Linked DNA regions of Gossypium hirsutum: region 1 is linked to region 2. The links are chromatin contacts, called in public Hi-C maps. All regions are on one chromosome and are shown on one strand. Each heading gives the region's core, a stretch centred on a gene start, on an enhancer-like site or on the middle of the called end of the contact. The rest is flanking DNA. Distances are from core to core; before and after follow the strand shown.

Region 1 (4,731 bases), core at 1,241-3,740, 140 kb before region 2:
CATCATATTTTACTTATTTAATTAATTTAATATTCAAAAAAATCCTTAACTTAAACTTTAACAAAATTACAATTTTACCCCTAAACTTTTACATATTTACACTTTTACCCCTAGACTCGGGAATTATAATTCATCCCTTATTCTTATGTTTTATGACATGCTGATTACTTTTCCCTTTTATGACAACATCAAATTCTCACTCTAACACATAGTTATGAACAATAATAATTTTTACCGATTAAGCCATTTTACTCATTTTTGCTTAAAACCGCTTAACAAAAGTTGTTTAACATAACTTTATCCTTGAAATTCTACCATAAAAATCAAAATAAACACATTCCACCTACAAGTATTTTTCCAAATATAAACCCTAGCTTAAAATAAGCTTAATCAAGTTACCGAGTTTTCGAAATCGTAAAGAACTTGAAAAACAGAGCTAGAATGGACTTACTGTTGAGCTTGGAAAGCTTGAAAACCCTATCCATGTCTTCCCCCATGCTAATTTCGATCTCCATGAAAAAGATGAGTCAATTTTAGCTTTATTTTTCCTTTTTATTTCTTTTAATTACCAAATGACTAAAATGTCCTTAAGGCCCTTCTTTAAAATTTTATCCTATTCATGCTCATTTTTGTCCAAACAAAATATAATGCTAAAATTACCATTTAAAGACCTCCTCTTTAAACCCCAATTTCAATCAATTACTTATAAATTAGAACACATATTTTACAACTTTTACAATTTAGTCCTAAAAGTCCAATTAAGCACTTTATTAGTAAAATTACTTAACGATATTTTTACACAATATTTTAATCAATAAATAAACCTTAAAACTTAATTGGAATAAATTTTTCAACTTCGAATTCGTAGTTCTAAAACCATCATTCCATTTAGGCCCTAAATCAGACTGTTACAACAACTACAAATAAGCCCTAATAGGCAAATTAAACATGCAATCTATAAAATTTCTTATTAATACACACATGCATCTAATCACTTGATAAATCATAAAAATTAATCGAAATAAACTTTTCTATATCAAATCACAACCACTATACTATTTAGGACCTATTTCAAAATGTTACAAAAGAGGTTTTTATTGAAGCTATTTTACAAGCTCTGCCCACTTATACGGTCTTGTTTTCTTTTACCAAAAACTCTTTGTTTAGAGTTGGAAAATATAATGGGTTCATTTTGGTGGAGGAATAATCATGGCAAGAGAAGGACGCATTGGTGTGATTGGAGGTCTTTATGTACGTTGGAGGAAGGAGGCATGGGTTTTCATCATTTGAGTTCTTTTAATATAGCTTTATTGGCCAACAGGAATGGCGACGATACCTTAATTCCTTACTAGCGCATACTTTAAAAGCCAAATACTTTTAAGGATTCCGATTTCTTAAACGCTAGATTGGGAAATTTACCTTCTTTTACCTGGAAACGTCTATGGGCCACAAGGGGGCTAGTTTTGAAGGGAATGGCATGGAAGATCGGGGATGGTCGGAAAGTTTCTATCTGGGAAGATGTTTGGATCCCTAAAAATGAAGAGGTCAGAGTCCAAAACATGAATAGTAATCCTAGAATTAATAAAGTGGCAAATCTGATTCATGCTAATTCTAGATAATTGAATTTTGAGTTGATTCATAGTACCTTCTCTATGCCGGTTGCAAAAAGAATTCTTTGCATTCCTCTTCCTTTGTTTGAGCAAGAAAATTCTCTCATCTGGAGGCGTGGGTTGTCTGGGGAGTACTCGGTTCGTATTGGTCACAAAATCGTTTTACATGAAGGACGAAACCAAATACAAGCAGATTACATACAACTTTACAAGAAACTATGGAAACTGGACCTACCCCTAAAATTAAAATTACAGTTTGGAGACTTTTGTGTAACTATGTACCTACTTTCAGTAATCTACACTATCGAAGAATGTTGGATTCTCCTACGTGTCGGTGGTGTTAATCTGGAGCGGAGACAAAGGAGCATCTGTTTCGTGAATGCCCTTCTACAAAGGAAACATGGGAGCAGTGAAGTATTTTTTGGCCTATTTCCTATAAAACCTTAAATTTCAGAGACTGGATAAAAAGTAGTTTTGAGTCCAGATCTATGGCTAACTGTAGAATGATAGCATGTGTTTTATGGGCGATTTGGACTTTTCGAAATAGATTTATTCATGAGGGGGAGATTAAATCAAGTGCTCAAATTGTTATTTTTGTGAACAACTATTTAAAGGAACTTGATGGTTTGCATTGTTGTGTACCTGAAAGAAGGGTGTATGTGGACAGATGGGTTGTACCGATGGGATCGAGGCTGAAAATAAACTTTGGCGCAGCTTTCAACAACCATAAAAAAAAGAATCATGCTCAAGATTAGTGGTGCGTAATAAGGAAGCTAGGATCATATGTTCAAAAACTGTAATGAACACAAACATACCCTCTGTATTTGCAGCAGAAGCGGTTGCGTGTGTTCAGGCTCTGAATCTTGGGGTACAACTTGGTTTGAGAGAGGTGGAGGTTGAGGGAGACTCTCAGTCGGTAATCCGGAAGCTGCAAAAAAAGATGAATGATAGTTCTGAGATCTCAGTTTATATCAATGAGGCTTTGAAGCTGAGTTTAAGTTTCAGTTTATGTGTATTTCTCTTTACTAACAGGGAGGCTAACAAGGTAGCCCATTTTCTAGCATCTGAAGGAATTAAGAAAGGAGATTCTACTTATCTGTTGAATCTAGTCCCTTCTGGTGTTGCGGAGATGGTGGCTGAAGATAAGCGGTGGACGGAGGAGGCGAGAGAGTCAAGAAGGAGGGGAAATGAAGAGTTAGGTGGGAGTGTTTTCTGAAGAAATTGTTTTGCTGTGAGTTTCAAATTCAACAGGGTGTTATCTCCAAAGTGCTTTGGGGAAATGGGAAGATTTTTCGGATGGTGTAGATTGATGGACGTTTAAAGCTTCTGATTTGTTGGCCCTCCCCATGCATTTTTTTGTTGCTTTCAAGAGGGGTTTTCTTTTAATGGATTACAGCTGGAGTGCCGAAGACTCTAGAGCTCCCATTGTCGTTTTGCTGGATTGTTTTATTTTTCGGGTCATAGTGTTTTATTTTTGGTTTTTCTACTGTTTTTCTGTTTGGGCTTCGGTTTCTTTTTGGGTTTCCTTTGTATTTGGTTTTTTGACTTTTGTTCTATTTGCTTTTGGTGTGGTTGTTAGGCCTGCTTTGAATAATATTCCAGTGAATATTTGTTTCAAAAAAAAAAGATTATAGAAAGGAATTGGAATTGTTAAAATTAGAATTTTGAATATTTTACTTAAAAAATATTATATAAACCAACATAACTAAAATTATAATATAAATTTATAATTATATAGATAAATTAAATCTTTAAATTGGTTTTTTTTAAAATTTATAAGCCTTGCAAGTTAAAGCTTGATTAGAAAAATGTTGGATAAAATCATAATATTGTCATAATCTCACCAAATCAATGATATAACTTAAAAATATTTGTTGGATTTTTTATTTTTTATTTTGTTGCTGCACTTAAATTTTCTTTTTCCCCTTTTAGTTGAAGAAAGCAAAAGTTGACCATGATGCATGTGGATTTTATCTACCAATTATTCTTAAATGAAAATTATATTTAGGCATTTCAAATGCACTCCTAATGTATAGTTCAAATTAACTATTCAACCTTTACTACATCAAAATTTGTAATATTTGAATCTACATTTTCCTTTTTAAAAGTTTAATATATAAATTATTGTACCTAACATTTATTAATTATACATCTTTAATTTAAAGTAAACTCATGATCCACATAATAACATATAAATACAACAAATAATTAAATATAAATCATATAAAACTTCTAAAATAAAATTTATATTTGCGATTGATTTACACATCTTTAACATGAATAAATCATGGTTGATTCATGCACACCACAATAATACTATCCTTATGATTCGAATCGATGATGTGGATATTTAGTATAAACATACAAACCATTAAGTCAAGAACGAGGTTTTTTTTTTTTTTAAATTTCACTTAGATAAATTCTGACATATATACATAAAATTTTCTTTTAAAAAAATTAAATACATGTTTGAAAAATCATTCACTAATTAGATTTAGATTTTTTTAAGTGTGCATCCAATACTTACTCAAATTCCTATAGGATGTTCCTCACGGAAATAGGAGTTAGAAAATTGGAGAATTACATACGTAATTAACCATGATAACTTTCCCCCGGGGGGGGGTTATTTTTTAATTAATAAGCTTCAATGGAGTGTAACAACATTCTGCCCAATAAATTGTTTAGAGAATGAGAATTTTTTAAAAGTAGAAGTATTATGGAGGTTATTATATTAAGAGTTAAATTATAATTTATTTTTTTATTATAAAAAAGAAAAAGTAGTCTATTGGTCATTCTATTAAAATTTCATCCACTTCTACCGTTAAAAGTTGGTCTTTGTATATCAACATCAAGTATACATAGCACATCACATGTAACTATCTGGTTATTTTGTCAACTACACCGGTTTTTAATAGTAGAAATAGATAGAATTTTTAACAAAAATGACTAATTTGCTATTTAATCTAACATACAGTGATTAATTTATTTATTTTTTAAGTAAATAAAAAAATATAATCTGAATTTTAGTACAAAGACCTCCACAGTACTTTTATCCAAAATTATTTTCTCTTTATAATGAATTCATGCTGAAATTAGCCGCTTGAGATTGATGAATTCCATA
Region 2 (4,349 bases), core at 109-2,608:
TTTAGCCTTTTGTAAATATAGGCAGTTTAAAAATATTTTAGGCTCAAATTTCGAGTTGGGCTTAAACAAATATAAAGTATGTTAATATCATATTAAGACTCAATTTGACTCATGAACACCTTTAGTGAAAAATAAAACTTCTTCAAAATAAGTAAAATATATATATTTTATTTTAGTTAAAACAAGTTGTATGAATAATTAAAAACAATCAAATGAAAGTATATTGCTAACTGTTATATTAAAACAGTGGTGAAAAAATTATTACTCTCATTAAATAATCATTAATATATTTAAATAAATTAAATGAGCCAATGTCTCTACCTACCACTTCCACTTGAAAATAGAGGTGGAAATTTAAATCCAGCAAACAAAAACACAAGCTGAGGCAATAATCCCAAACTTGAAGGCTTGGAACCCAAGATTTTGGGCTTTTCTTCAGCACTATAAAGAGACATCGTTTCCCAGTAGTTCAAAATATGGGCTTCTCCCTCAGCAATTTATGTGAAGCTACAAATACTGGACACGAAATAAAATTATACTAAAATTTTTAAATCCGTATCAAAAGAATATTTAATAAGATTTCGTATAAATTAAAATGTATAAAATTTAAAATTTTATTAATTAATTATGTATGTACATTGATGTATTTTTGTTGTATTCAAGTTATTTTTTGAATTTGGTGCCATGCTCATATTAGTTTTAATTATTTTTATTTGTATATGCTATGTCTCAACTCATCCCATATTTAATATAACTTTGTGATGTAACTCATGTCCATGTTTTTTTGTATTATATATAATTTTCACCTGTATGTATATTTTGACACATTGTACATATTTTTCATGCAAATAATATTTTAAATAACATTTTATAAATCAAAGAAGTTGGGATCATAATTTAGGCAATGGTACAATATTATTAAAATTAATTTGTGCAATATAAATCAATTATGCATTATATATGTATTATAACTGAAAATATTTAGTTATGCACCTTACAACTTTGATCAATTATAGCTTTTAAGATAACTTGTGGAGCTTGAGTAAACTTTGATGATAATGGTAAAATAATTCAAATAGTAAAATAAATCAACCCTAAATAGGTTAGATTTGCTCGAAAACAGGATTAAACTTGAATTTTTTTTAGAATTAAGTTATGGTTCTGTTTGATCCACGAACAACTTTAATCTACCGTTCCTATGTTAATATAGGTTAATGTAAAATTCGTATGAAAAAAAAAGCTGAAATAAATTTATTTTATTAATTTTTAATTTACATGATTTATTTGAACCGTTGATATCAATGTAAAATAGAAATTTTTTTTATTAGATTACTACATTTGTTAACAGATGGATTTAGCATTTATACTTAACCCTAAATTGAACAAGATTCCTTTCCAGGTGTCCACCATTGCTATTGTCTTCTTTTATCTGTAAACAAACACGATCAAAAGCAAAGAAAATGGATTCTTCTCTTCCTTTCTTCTCCTTCGTCTCGTTTCTTATCATCTCCGCCACATTACTATTCACCGCGACTGCCGACACCATCAAAGTCTCCCTGTCTCCTTCACACCACCACCACTCTTCCTCCTCCGACCCTTACCAAATTCTCAACAACTTGGCCACTTCTTCAGTCGCCAGAGCCCATCACCTCAAACACCACAACCCCAAAACCAACATTACATCTTCTTTTCTCAAGACTCCGCTTTTTTCTCACGGTTATGGCGGCTATACTGTCTCTCTCAGCTTCGGAACTCCGCCGCAAACCCTTTCTTTCATCATGGACACTGGTAGCAGTCTCTCTTGGTTCCCTTGCACCTCTCGTTACCTTTGTTCCCAATGTGCTTTCCCTAATGTCGATCCATCAAAAATCCTTACTTTTTCACCAAACCTTTCGTCTTCCGGTAAGCTCGTAGGTTGTCGAAACCCGAAGTGCAATTGGCTGTTTGGTCCCAATGTTGAGTCTCGTTGCCAAGACTGTGATGATCCTACGTCGAAAAACTGTAATCAAACTTGCCCTCCTTACTTAATTCAATACGGCTTAGGTTCCACCGGTGGACTTTTATTACTAGAAAACCTTGTCTTTCCTCCTCACAAAACTTTCCAAGATTTCCTTGTCGGGTGCTCCATTGTTTCCAACCGGCAACCCGCTGGAATAGTCGGGTTTGGTCGGAGCCCTGAATCTTTACCATCCCAATTACACCTCAACAAATTCTCTTACTGCCTCGTTTCCCGCCGGTTCGATGACACCAAAGTCAGCAGCAACATGTTGTTAGAAACCGGGTCGGGTTCAAATGATACCAAGATCCCAGGTCTTGGCTACACACCGTTTTACAAGAACCCCAACCCAGCTTTCCATGAGTTCTACTACGTAACCATAGGTAAAATCCTTGTCGGCAACAAGCAGGTCAAAGTTCCGAGCAGTACATTTGTCCCAGGACCGGACGGTAACGGAGGCACCATCATCGATTCAGGGTCAACATTCACTTTCATGGAGAGACCTGTTTTTGAGTTGGTATCGAAGGAGTTTGAGAAACAAATGGGAAACTATAGCAGAGCTCGTGAAGTTGAAAACATTTCTGGGTTAGCTCCATGTTTCAATGTTTCAGGCCATAGATTAATGGACGTCCCTGAAATGAGTTTTTATTTCAATGGAGGAGCCAAAATGGGGTTGCCTTTGGCTAATTATTTCTCAATCGTCGGTGATGATAATGTCGTTTGTTTGATGATTGTTACTGATAAAGGCGTCAGTGAAGGTGCCCGTGGCGGTCCGGCGATAATATTAGGAAACTTTCAGCAGCAAAATTATTATATTGAATTTGATTTGGCAAACAATAGGTTTGGGTTTGCTAAACGAAACTGTATATGAAATGCAAGTTTTCTTAAAGTATATTTGTATTAAATTATGTTAAACAGTATATTTTATTATTAAATAAAAGTTTGTTTAAGAGAAGTTTAAATGTGTGATTTTATTGATTTTATATTAAAAATGTTTTTAAATAATAATATAATTTATTTTATATAAATAATAATTATTTTTTATTAAATTAATGTTTAATTAACTTTTCACACTATTTCTATCTAAAATTAAATAATGAAACTGATATAATAATGATTTATAATGATTTATAATAATGAAAAGTTTGAGAATGTAATGGCATGATGGTCAAAGGTGTTTACGGTCTCATATGTGATTTGGGTTTGAATTGCATTAGTCAAATTTATTATTCGGGTTTTACCCTAATATTGTAATTCACGAAAAATAAAATAAAAACTATTTATGATTGTACTTCTAACAAGGTTATTTTTAAAATTTAAATCTAAAATATTGTCTTATTACATCAACACTTATTAGTATTTATATTATTATTATTCCTTGACTAAAGTGGTGTTATAAGCTAATTAGACACAATTTAGCTAGAGAAAAATTTAAACGATCTTTTTAAAAAGTAATATTATAGAATATTAAATGTGGGAGATAACGGTCATACTGTTTGGACCCGTATTTGACACGAGTTTTAACTATCACTCTATACAAATCAAGATAATAAATATTATAATGAGTGTGCTTTTGTCTTTTTAAATAAAATTTATAAAAACAATTTAAACCCAAAAATTTATCTAGAAAAAAAAACTTCTCACTTAATGCAATTTGAAGTTAAGACTTTAAAATTTCAATTTTATCATTTCAATACAATCTCATTAATTTTCACATATCTTTTAAACATAATTTTTATATAAACATTTTCGATGTGGTATAATTAAAAAAGAATTACAATTTATATTATGATTAATAATGATTTTTTTATCAGAAATAATAGTAATTCTTTTAAAAAGTGGAAAAAAGAATGTGCATAGTAACAAAAAGGAGGGAATGGAATGCTTTTCTTAGGAAGTTCAATCAACTCATTGCTTTCTAGCTGTTTAATTGGGATGTTTTTTTATTGCTTTAGCAATTGCAATTCCTGGCTGCTGCTAATTTCTTCCTAACTAAGCATTCCTTTGCCTTTGCCTTTGCCTTTTCCTTTTCCTTTCTCTTTATTCACTTTTTTTTTTCCTATCTTTCATATTCGTTTTATGAAATTTTATTTATTTTTTAAACTCAAGATTTTCAAATCAATATTTTACTTAATTAATTTATATAATAACCTTTTAAAAATGTATAAAAATTAAAGTTAGATTCATAAAAAAAAATCTTAAGCATTAAAATTCAAGTATGACATCTTAAAATTCATATGTGCAATGCATTAATTTGAGTTGAGCTAGCTTGTTAAACTAATTATCCTAATAGTAATTGTTATCGATTAAGTTTTAGTTCAATTAGCATGAGTATTATTGTCAATGCAGGAGG

The links. A called contact is a pair of places that touch in the nucleus more often than the background predicts.
Region 1: a Hi-C map of leaf shows a contact between it and region 2, with 2.6 times the contacts expected there. The contact joins the promoter of LOC121229800 here to the promoter of LOC107925521 in region 2. A contact is called at or near these places in 3 of 34 Hi-C or Micro-C datasets (all in leaf).

What each region holds. Positions count from the first base shown.
Region 1 is chrA01:115,880,583-115,885,313 of Gossypium_hirsutum_v2.1, reverse strand. It overlaps LOC121229800, which reads right to left and starts at 2,490. Exons shown (of 4, transcript XM_041114671.1): 1 at 2,253-2,490; 2 at 1,646-1,734; 3 at 1,420-1,530. The coding sequence starts at 2,353.
Region 2 is chrA01:115,742,879-115,747,227 of Gossypium_hirsutum_v2.1, reverse strand. It overlaps LOC107925521 (probable aspartyl protease At4g16563), which reads left to right and starts at 1,358. Exons shown (of 1, transcript XM_016856244.2): 1 at 1,358-2,951. The coding sequence starts at 1,461. The coding sequence ends at 2,867.